2 separate regions of the Sus scrofa genome follow, and region 2 is linked to region 1. A link is a contact called in public Hi-C data. All regions are on one chromosome and are shown on one strand. The core of a region is the stretch at or near the end of the contact, and the rest is flanking DNA. Distances in the headings are between cores, read along the strand shown.

The links. Hi-C and Micro-C count contacts between places; a contact is called where the count stands out from the background.
Region 2: a Hi-C map of liver shows a contact between it and region 1, with 2.8 times the contacts expected there. The contact joins two enhancer-like sites. A contact is called at or near these places in 4 of 47 Hi-C or Micro-C datasets (embryonic fibroblasts, liver and skeletal muscle) and 1 of 2 datasets of contacts at active chromatin or transcription factors (skeletal muscle).

Annotation. Positions count from the first base shown.
Region 1 is chr2:46,535,293-46,539,947 of Sscrofa11.1, forward strand. All of the region lies in intron 2 of TEAD1 (TEA domain transcription factor 1), which reads right to left. Among named protein-coding and RNA genes, the nearest start is that of TEAD1, 130 kb to the right of the region's middle. Within about 2 kb of position 2,244, at least 46 of the 83 cell types and tissues checked have an H3K27ac peak or open chromatin away from gene starts, as enhancers often do. A contact at or near this core is called in liver, where this site is marked.
Region 2 is chr2:46,640,403-46,644,968 of Sscrofa11.1, forward strand. All of the region lies in intron 1 of TEAD1 (TEA domain transcription factor 1), which reads right to left. Among named protein-coding and RNA genes, the nearest start is that of TEAD1, 28 kb to the right of the region's middle. Within about 2 kb of position 2,184, at least 3 of the 83 cell types and tissues checked have an H3K27ac peak or open chromatin away from gene starts, as enhancers often do. A contact at or near this core is called in liver, where this site is marked.

The DNA.
Region 1 (4,655 bases), core at 994-3,493:
GATTCGTTAACCACTGCGCCACAACGGGAACTCCTGATCTCCCATTTTATCACCTGCTCATCACCCTCAGGCATTAAACCAGCTGCAGTTCAGAATCACAGTCCTTTGCATTCAGCCGCTGAGTATGTCTCCACTTTTGGCAAAGTAAATATGACTAAAAATTCTATCAGAGCTCTTGTTGTGGCTCAGCAGGTTAAGGACCCACAGTAGTCTCTGTGAAGATAAGGATTTGATCCCTGGCCTTGCTCAGTGGGTTAAGGATCCAGTGTTGCCACAAGCTGTGGTGTAGGTTGCAGACACAGCTTGGATCCAGTGTTGCTGTGGCCACGGCATAGGCTAGCAACTGCAGTTCCAATTCAACCCCTGGCCCGAGAATTTCTACATGCCACAGGTGCAGCCAATAAAAAAAAAAAAAAAAAAAAAAAAAAAGTAACAAATACCTTATCCTCTACATCAACCACTTCTATTCTATGAGTCTACTAATAAAATTTTCAAAGAAAGAAATGAAGCTCACGTGGTATAAGCTATTCTGTGCGAATCCATGCAAGGTCCAACTGACTGCCACTGGGGCAGTGTCACACTTTTCAGCCCAGTTACAGGAGTTAAATGTCCAAGAATGGTCTACTGAACTGAACTTAAAGCCATATGTCACAGGAGTTCCCCTGTGGCTCAGCGGGTTAAGGATCTAGCATTGTCACTGCAGCAGCCTGGGTCACAGTCACTACTGTGGCGTGAGTTCAATACCTGGCCTGGAAGCTTGTACATGCCTTGAGCATGGCGGGGGGGAAAAGTTGTATGTTGCAAACTTGGAAAGCACTTCCCCCCACGGAGAGCCTTTAAAGCTTTGAAGAACGGAAATATCACAAGGCACAGTCTTTTCAGGTTAATACCTTGAAAAAAACATTAACTTAGATACCTAAATTCTATGTGTGCCTCAAAATTAAATTCAATACCTTATCAATGCACCCCAAAAAACCTCACAAAACACCTAGGCTTTGTCATTTTCCTGGATATAACTTGAGGGTCTGATGATACGTGTATACCACCAAAGTCTATGTAGCCCCTCGAACCAAAGCCTCCCAGAGCACTGCTACACACCTCCTCACCCAACCCTTCACCAGGGATGGCAAAACCCTGCCACCAAATCCTGACCGAAGGCCATCATGCCACGTGACAGCAGGACAAGAGTTGTGCCTGTACATCAACAGACCTGGACTGCATTCCGAGATCCCGAGCAGCTAGCAACTCCTTAGACCACCAACTTCCTATCCTTAAAATGCAGATAGTAGAGCCCAGTTTTCAGGGTTGCTGAGAAGGGACCAGGAGACCCCACTCTGTGAAACACCCGGCTCAGTGACTGGGACATGGTAGGCGGTCAGGAAATGCAATCTTCTTTCCCTTTCATCTTCCACCTCCCCTTTCCCTAGCAGCTCCTAAAAATCCCAGCATAAAGGCACACACAGTTGGCACTCCATCAGCAAAAGCCATGGAAACTGTTATCTTTGTTGCATGGCTTATGAAAAGCCATAGTTCCACTTCTATTTATCAACAAGACACCCAAAGTTGCCCTTCTCTCACACACAGTCAGCCTAAATCACTTAAGCCACAGGTAAGAACCCTTCCTCATTATAAGGAAAAACAAAAGCCATGCTGACTAATTCACATGCAAACCCGAAATCCCTCATCCAAGGGCCTTCAAAAATGCCAAGACCCTCGGGGAAGTGAAATTTCCTCAAACATACAGTGGCTGAGAACACCCGGGATTTCGAGATGACTAATAATGGAAATGTACCATAAACAGGGAATACTGAAGAGCTTAGAAAACCTCTCAGGGGAAGGGGCAGGGGGCGGGTGGAATCCTCATAATTCAGAGCTTGGTGGGGAGAACGGCAGTTTTTTGCTCAACAGCAACCAAAAAAAAAAAAAAAAAAAAAGGTGAAAATGTTAGGCCCTTGCAACTTTTGTTTTCGCAGAATCCAGAGCTGGTCCTGTTAGGGAGAAGGCTGCCCGGCTTCTCGCTACCATGGTGTTTTTTCTATCTTGACAATTCACTTCCCCGACAGGCACGCCGCCAACTCAAATGAGACTCAGAGCAGTGAAAAGCCCTTCAGGTAAACAGTGTGATAAGCTAAACTGAAAAACTAGACAATGTTTTTGGACTACGAGGTAGTTGCTATGGAGACAGTTGCTAATTAACTGCTTTCAACCAGGAGAACAAAGGGCTCGGGGCAGGCAGGCCTCTGTATCTCTGAGTGAGCAATGCTCCCAGGCCTGCGCCATCGGCACACCGCTCATATCTGGAATACCTGAGCCCCGGCTGGGTCTGCTGCGTGCCTGAGGAAATGACCAGAGTGCATTTTCTTTATCCCAACCTGGGCGAACGGCACCTGGCCACCAGTACCTCGGGGGGAAGCAAGCTGCACAGGGGAGTAAAGATTCACTGGCACCCACATGTCATCGACCGTGTGCCAGGCACTTCCATAAATAGTATCTTCTTTGCCATCAGAGGCAAAACCGAACTATCTAAAGAAAGGGTTAGAGGGAGAAACATATAACTGTTTTAAATGATATCTTTTTTTTTTTTTGACATGCATTTTTAAAGAAAAAAATAAAACTTATAAACTCAAAGGAGAACAAATTCTTCCTTGTGGGGGAAAAAGTAACTGGTTATTTCTCAAACAACCAAATTCATAATCATTTCCTATCTCTAAGCCCCACACATTGTGGACACTCGATAAATAATAACAAAAAACTCTACTTGTACTCTTGACTTATCACTGATGGATTTTCTCCTCTGACACCGGCCCACGCTGACCCAGCTGCCTGGAACATGGTCTCATCTCTGGAGGTTAAAATCGGTGCCCTGAGACTGAAATGATCTGTTCTGAAGGGCTGACCTTTGAGCTACATCCAGTTAAAACCAAAGAGCTCTGCTCCCTTCACAAACAGTTAATCTCAAGTGGGAAGTGGGAAAAGAGCTGGGCATATAACTACCTCTGCTCACGCCACAGCACCCCGAGAGGGCCTGCTTCGGCTTACGCTAAGTATATCCACATTCAGTAAAGGTCAAACCCGACCAGGCTACAGTGTGATCCCTTCTACTGGCACAGAACAACTTAAAAAAAAAAAAAAAAAAAAAAAAAAAAAAAAAATTCTAAGAAGCAGTAATCAATATAGCCTGTGAGCCACCCACCTTCATTATTGAGACAGAATCTGGATTAAAGCATGTTATGATCCTGGATGAAACATAACAATGTGATTCTCAATTGGACTCTGTCCAATGATGAGGCAGCACTGAAATTCATTTAAGAGCATGAGCTTTGGAAGCAAACAGGCCTGGATTTGAACGAGGGCTGCAATATGGACCTCTCTGGGCTTCTGACTACATGTCTGCAAAACAAGGACACTAATACCCACACCTCAGGAAGTTACTGCAACAATTTCAGCGAGTGAAAGTGTTTACTCAGGTTCCTTGCCTATGGCAGGTACTCGAGGTATCGTGGATATTAAAGCCTCCAGTGATATACTACTTTTCTTTAAAAAGGGGCAAAACTATTGGTGGCCCTATTTTTCACCTGCACAGTCAAACTCATGATAAGAAAAAAGGAGAGGACTTGCAGGCTGAGTTGGGACCCCTGCCACTCACCACGAAGCCTCTTCTGTCCATAATATCCCATCCACACCAATCACCAGCCAGAACTTGACAAGTCTTCCCTACAGCACAGACTGCAGGCTTCACTAACAAATCCAGCCTGTTTCTAGGATAAACTCAGTCCTTTCTTGTGAAACCAAGGACTTAAATTCTTGTTTTGCAGATGGCAGTTTTTCCCTAAGTCTTCCAGCCCTGATTCCTCCCTGGCTGGGCTAAATGTCATCAGTCACTGCCCAAGGGCATCTCACCTCTTCTCATTTCAGTCACTTTCCTCTGTTCCTTCCAGGCTGGCATTCAGCAGTCCCCATCCACCGTCCATGCATCCATCATCCACACACACACAACAGAATTTACCAGCCACCACCTTTGTGCCAGGTGCCTGCTGATGCTCAGGATACAAAGATGGAACCGACTCCATCAGAGGGGCGTTCTTAGGCCAGTGCAGTACAGTTAGACCCAAGATTAGCACAGATTTGCCCTGTGGTCCTTGGGAGCACAGATGAGGGCAAGGGGAGATCAGATGCCCCATCACAGTATCCCCAGAGGAGCAGATGTGGCTCCTGAGGCTCTTCTTCCTCTTTGTGCCACCATTCGCTTTCATCACACCCACTGGTGTCCTGTATTAAGCTGAGCAGGGAGTCGGGAAATGAAGGGAGAGGTGGGGGTGGGGAGAGGAGAAGGTTGCACACTAGGGGACATTCCAATTGGATGCCCAGCTCTACAGCATGGCTTGCTGCCTCCCCTCAGCCCCTGGGCCCGATCTCTAGCTGTTGTTCTATCTCTAGAACAACAGGGCCATCACTGTGTTTCTTGGCAGTCTCCCCCAATGGCCTAAAAGCTAAGAGTAGAGACTTTGATTGGAAGCACTTGCCATGGTGCTTGGCATAGAGCTGCTCCGGAAAAGCTGGCCACACTCAACAGAACTGAGGTTGAGAGCATGTGAGTGATTTAGGCAAGATCACAGAGCTAAGTGGTAGAACTGAATTGGAACCCAGAGCTCTGA
Region 2 (4,566 bases), core at 934-3,433, 110 kb after region 1:
ACTAGCCCAGAGTCCTCATCCTTCTCTGAATCCCCACCACCCAACAGAGACCCAGGCATATAATGAATTGAAATTTCACCCCATCTTTTGGAACCCAGAGGCAGTGAGAACCCACAAGCAGAATCTGCTTCAATTACCCCACTCTGCCCCTTACTCAAAAAAGACTTCTAACGCAGCAGCACCTCAGGTCCTCAAACCTCCTATCTGATTTTCCAAAAACCTGATTTCCCAGATCAAAAGAAAGGCCTCATGTAGATTTGTGATCTTAGCTTGCATTTTATTGCATAGTTTCGTTTCGTTTGAGACAGGTTCCGGAAAAGCAAAAGCCCTTATGGCTCCTAAATACAGTTACTACATTCAAGCTGCTCCAGAAGAGCGCCCTCTCCCCTCAACCAACTTTTTCAGCTGACTTTTAACAATCTTAAAGTTGATAAACTAGAGGAAGAGCTTTATTTAAAGAAATAAAGAAGAAGATCTAAGTAAACAGTTCCCAGTGTTCTCTAAGAATTTAGACTCAAAGAACACAATCTGTCTACACAAGGATAAATGCAGTTTTATTAAGGGAAACACACAGGCTTACACATACTCTTCAAATAGTGTACACTGTACACACAAAGAAGCAAACACAAATTCAAAGGGGGTAGAACAACAGGGTTACCAGTGGGGGACTGCTATGATTTTTCGCTCAAAAACTGAACTATAAGACAGGCATGTGCTGGAGACAGACTTGGTCTGTCTTTCTCCAGGTATTTCAAGGGGAGCTCAAGAGGAAGACCACAGAGAATCATGTGCTAGAACTACTCTAATAATTTTCAAAATAATTTTTATTAAAGAAACAATCAATTGAACTACTTATAATTGACAAAACCAAGCCCCTTGGCACCAGATGTGTTAAAGGCCTCCAAGACCACTGTCGTTCAAATTTATTCCAAATATAGACCTGAAATCACAAACTCCAGAGCAAAAGCAGCAGTGTTCTAAATGACTGAACAACTCCCATCCAAATATCCCACATTTCTCGTTTCAGAGCGAGGGGAAAATAAGCAAGGGTCAAGAAACACAATTTCTAGAAATTCTTCCATCACATGAAGGGAAGTTTTTAAGATCAGTGCGACTTTTAAGAAAGCTAACAGTTGCCAGGGATTAAGGATCCGGCATTGCAGCAGCTATGGTAGAGGTCACAATTGCCGCTCAAGTTTGATCTCTGGCATAGCAATGTCTACATGCCTTGGGAGTGGCCAAAGAAAAAGCTAGTAGCACCAAAACCTATGCAAAACTTATTTCTACTGCACTCTACAGATAAAACATCACTTTTGTAACAATTTTTTTTTTTTTTTGGTCTTTTTGTCTCTTTAGGGCCACACCCGCAGAAAATGGAGGTTTCCAGGCTAGGGGTCCAATCAGAGCTGTAGCCGCCGGCCTACACCACAGCCACAGAACACAGGATCAGAGCCGTGTCTATGACCTACAGCACAGCTCACCACAACACCGGATCCTTAACCCACTGAACGAGGCCAGAGATCGAACCTGGATTCACTCACCGCTGAGCCACGATGGGACAATTTTAAAATATATGGCTTAGAGTTTGATTTTTTTCTCACTACTTGAGCTTTTATCAAGCACCTGAATTTTAACAGTTATAAAAATAAATGAAAATTCTGTTCCTGTCCATAAGGTGCTCACAAGTTGGATATCTATCCCCAAAATGAAAGAGTTTAATAAAAAGGCGATGCAAATTTCAATAAGGGACTTTTAGTAATAGAAAAAAGGCCCCAAGTTCTTTGTAGTGATATTTTATTTTCGCTAGTTAACAAAATTAATTAATTAACCTAAGCAAAATAATCTAAAAGGGAGATGCTGCTAAACCCACAGTTGTAGAATGTGACCCAGAGCATTATTTACCAAAGGACCGGCCGGGTGACAAGGCCTGCACAAGCTATCAATAGGCATCAATCTCCTCACTTCACCATGAATTCATATCACTTTGTTAACTTTCATAGATTAAAACACTGCAGGCCAGTTCTTGATTCAATTGGTAGATAACTACTGCTTCCTTCCCTCCCCAAAACCACACATTCACTTTAACTCATTGGAATAATTTCTCAAACTGTGGGCTGAACTCAAACTGGGATCTAAGTCCGGACACTCTCCCATGAAGCTAATCTTCAACTAGAGGGCCAGAAGCTCTGGTTACCGGGATTTCATTCATTCCAACTCATTTAAGAAATATTTATTGAGTACCAACTGCCAGGGATTTTCTAAACACTGAGCAATTACTCTGGCAAATAAAACAGACATGGAACCTCCCCTTGCAGGGCTTACAATCTAGCAGGTGAATCAGAACATTAACAAACAAATTCTATTGGGGGAGATGAACATGATTCAGGTAACAGGCAGCTGGGAGAGAAGAGAGGATGGTATCCACTGGAATGGATGGCTGGTTAGAGTCTCTCTGAAGACAAAATCCTACAGAAGATACATTCTTATAACCTTCAAAACACCTGTTACAAATCTTGGTGTGACTGTTACTGAAAAAATGTTCTGGATAACTAGTATCTGTAATTTAGAAAAGATGAAAATGTTTAAAAATAGAATGAAGTTGGAGTTCCCTGTGGCCAAGTGGTTAAGGATGTGATATTCTCACTTTCAGCATGGGCAATGCTGTGGTTCAGGGCACTGCTGTGGCACAGATTTGATCCCTGGCCCGGGAACTTCCACATGGCCAAAAAAAAAAGAAAATTAGAATGAGGCTAAACTCACTTAGTGGAACCCCAATAAAGACAGTTTCTGAAAATTTTTTTGAACTAGACAAAGTGTTTCTAAAAGGATAAATAGACAAACAAACTTGTGAAAAAAGCCAGGGGGAAAAAGTCTTAAAAAGGAAAGCAAGGAAAAACGAGTTGCTGAATTAGACAGCAAAACCCCTCACAGAGCTATGGTAATTAAAGCCTCAGGGATAATAATGAAGCACTTTTGAATTTAGTTTATGGGTCTATGGAGAAAAGATTCAATGAATTGTGTTAGGACAAGCCAAGCATTAAGTTAAAAGAGACGGATCCCCACCTCACTCTTTCTACCGTACCAAATTACAGACGTATTCAACTATGTAAAGTATATTATGACTTTGTCTTTTTTTTAAGCAGAAGACTTTTTCCCAGCAATTTCACAGTAAGATAGAGTTTTGCATCCAATGAAAAACCTTAGAAACCATAGAGGAAGAGATGATAAATCTGATGTAAAAATAATTTCTACCTGGGAAAGTTATGTAACAGGGAAAGTCAAAAGGCAAATGAACAAACTAAGAAAACATATGAGCAATTACCTCACCCCACAGTCCGCTGAAGTTCTGCTGAGACATTAGCAGTGCTTCTCAAATTTTAACATGAGTAATATTCACCTGGAGTCTAGTTAAAATCAGAACTCCAACTTGGCAGGCCTGGAGCAGAGTGGGTGTCGGGGTGGGGGTTCCCTCAGATTCTGCATCTCTAACAAGCCTCCAGGAATGCCAAGTAGCTACATTTTCCAGAACTGTTCTACCTAAAGAGACATGGGGCTAGAACTGAGTGGTGCTCAGATACCTCAGCAAGAATCACTTAAAAAGGCTGCAGAACCTTTGTCCAAGCTTCATCACTGGACATTCTGATTTAGAAGCTCCAAGGTGAACATCAGTATTTTTGGTTTTATTTAACTCCTTGGGTGGCAAAGCTATTCAGCCTGGTTTGAAATCCAATGGACAAGATCATCTGAGTCCCTTCCTACTCTGTCTGTGCTCTGAATAATGCAGAGACCTGTCTGAGCTGGAAGTTTTAAAAAACCATTCCTTTCCCACCCCCAGAACTCCCTCTCCCACCTTTCTGCAGCCTTGTCCTAACACATTTCCTTTCACAACAAAGGCTGACGAAATTGAGGGACCACAGCAAAGGAGGCCCACAAGCATGCTTAAGTGGCAACTCTGGGATGGTTTACCTGGTCACTGTTTAACCACATATTGGCTGTGTGATTCTGGGCAAGCCTCCTAATCTCCATTTCCTCACTTACACAAACCAAGTTGTTGTGAGGCTTTAAATGAGCTAACCTACTGAAGTACTAAGTAAATTGTAAAAAGCGTCATGTATACATTAGTTGTTTTTTAATAGATCTGTGACATCTGGGTCTGAATACCTCACACCCACGTCCCAGTAAATTTCTATATTGTCCCTCTTTCCTATCCATTCTCAATTTAAGGGGAAAAACTCTCCAGGTTTCCATTTTCTAAATATACAAACTAAACAGGCAGAACATAAAACTAAAAACAGAACTACTATATGACCCAGCAACATCCACCCTGGGGTGTGTATCCAAAAAACATAAAAAGACTAACTGGAAAAGATACATGCACCCCAATGTTACACAAACCCTGATGTTCATAGCAGCACTATTTACAACTGCCAACATATGGAAGCAACCTAAGTATCTATCAACAGATGGCTGGGAGTTCTTGTCGTGGCTCAGCAGTAACAAATCCGAAGAGTATCCATGAGGATGGTTCAATCCCTGGCCTTACTCAGGGAGTTAAGGATCTCGCAT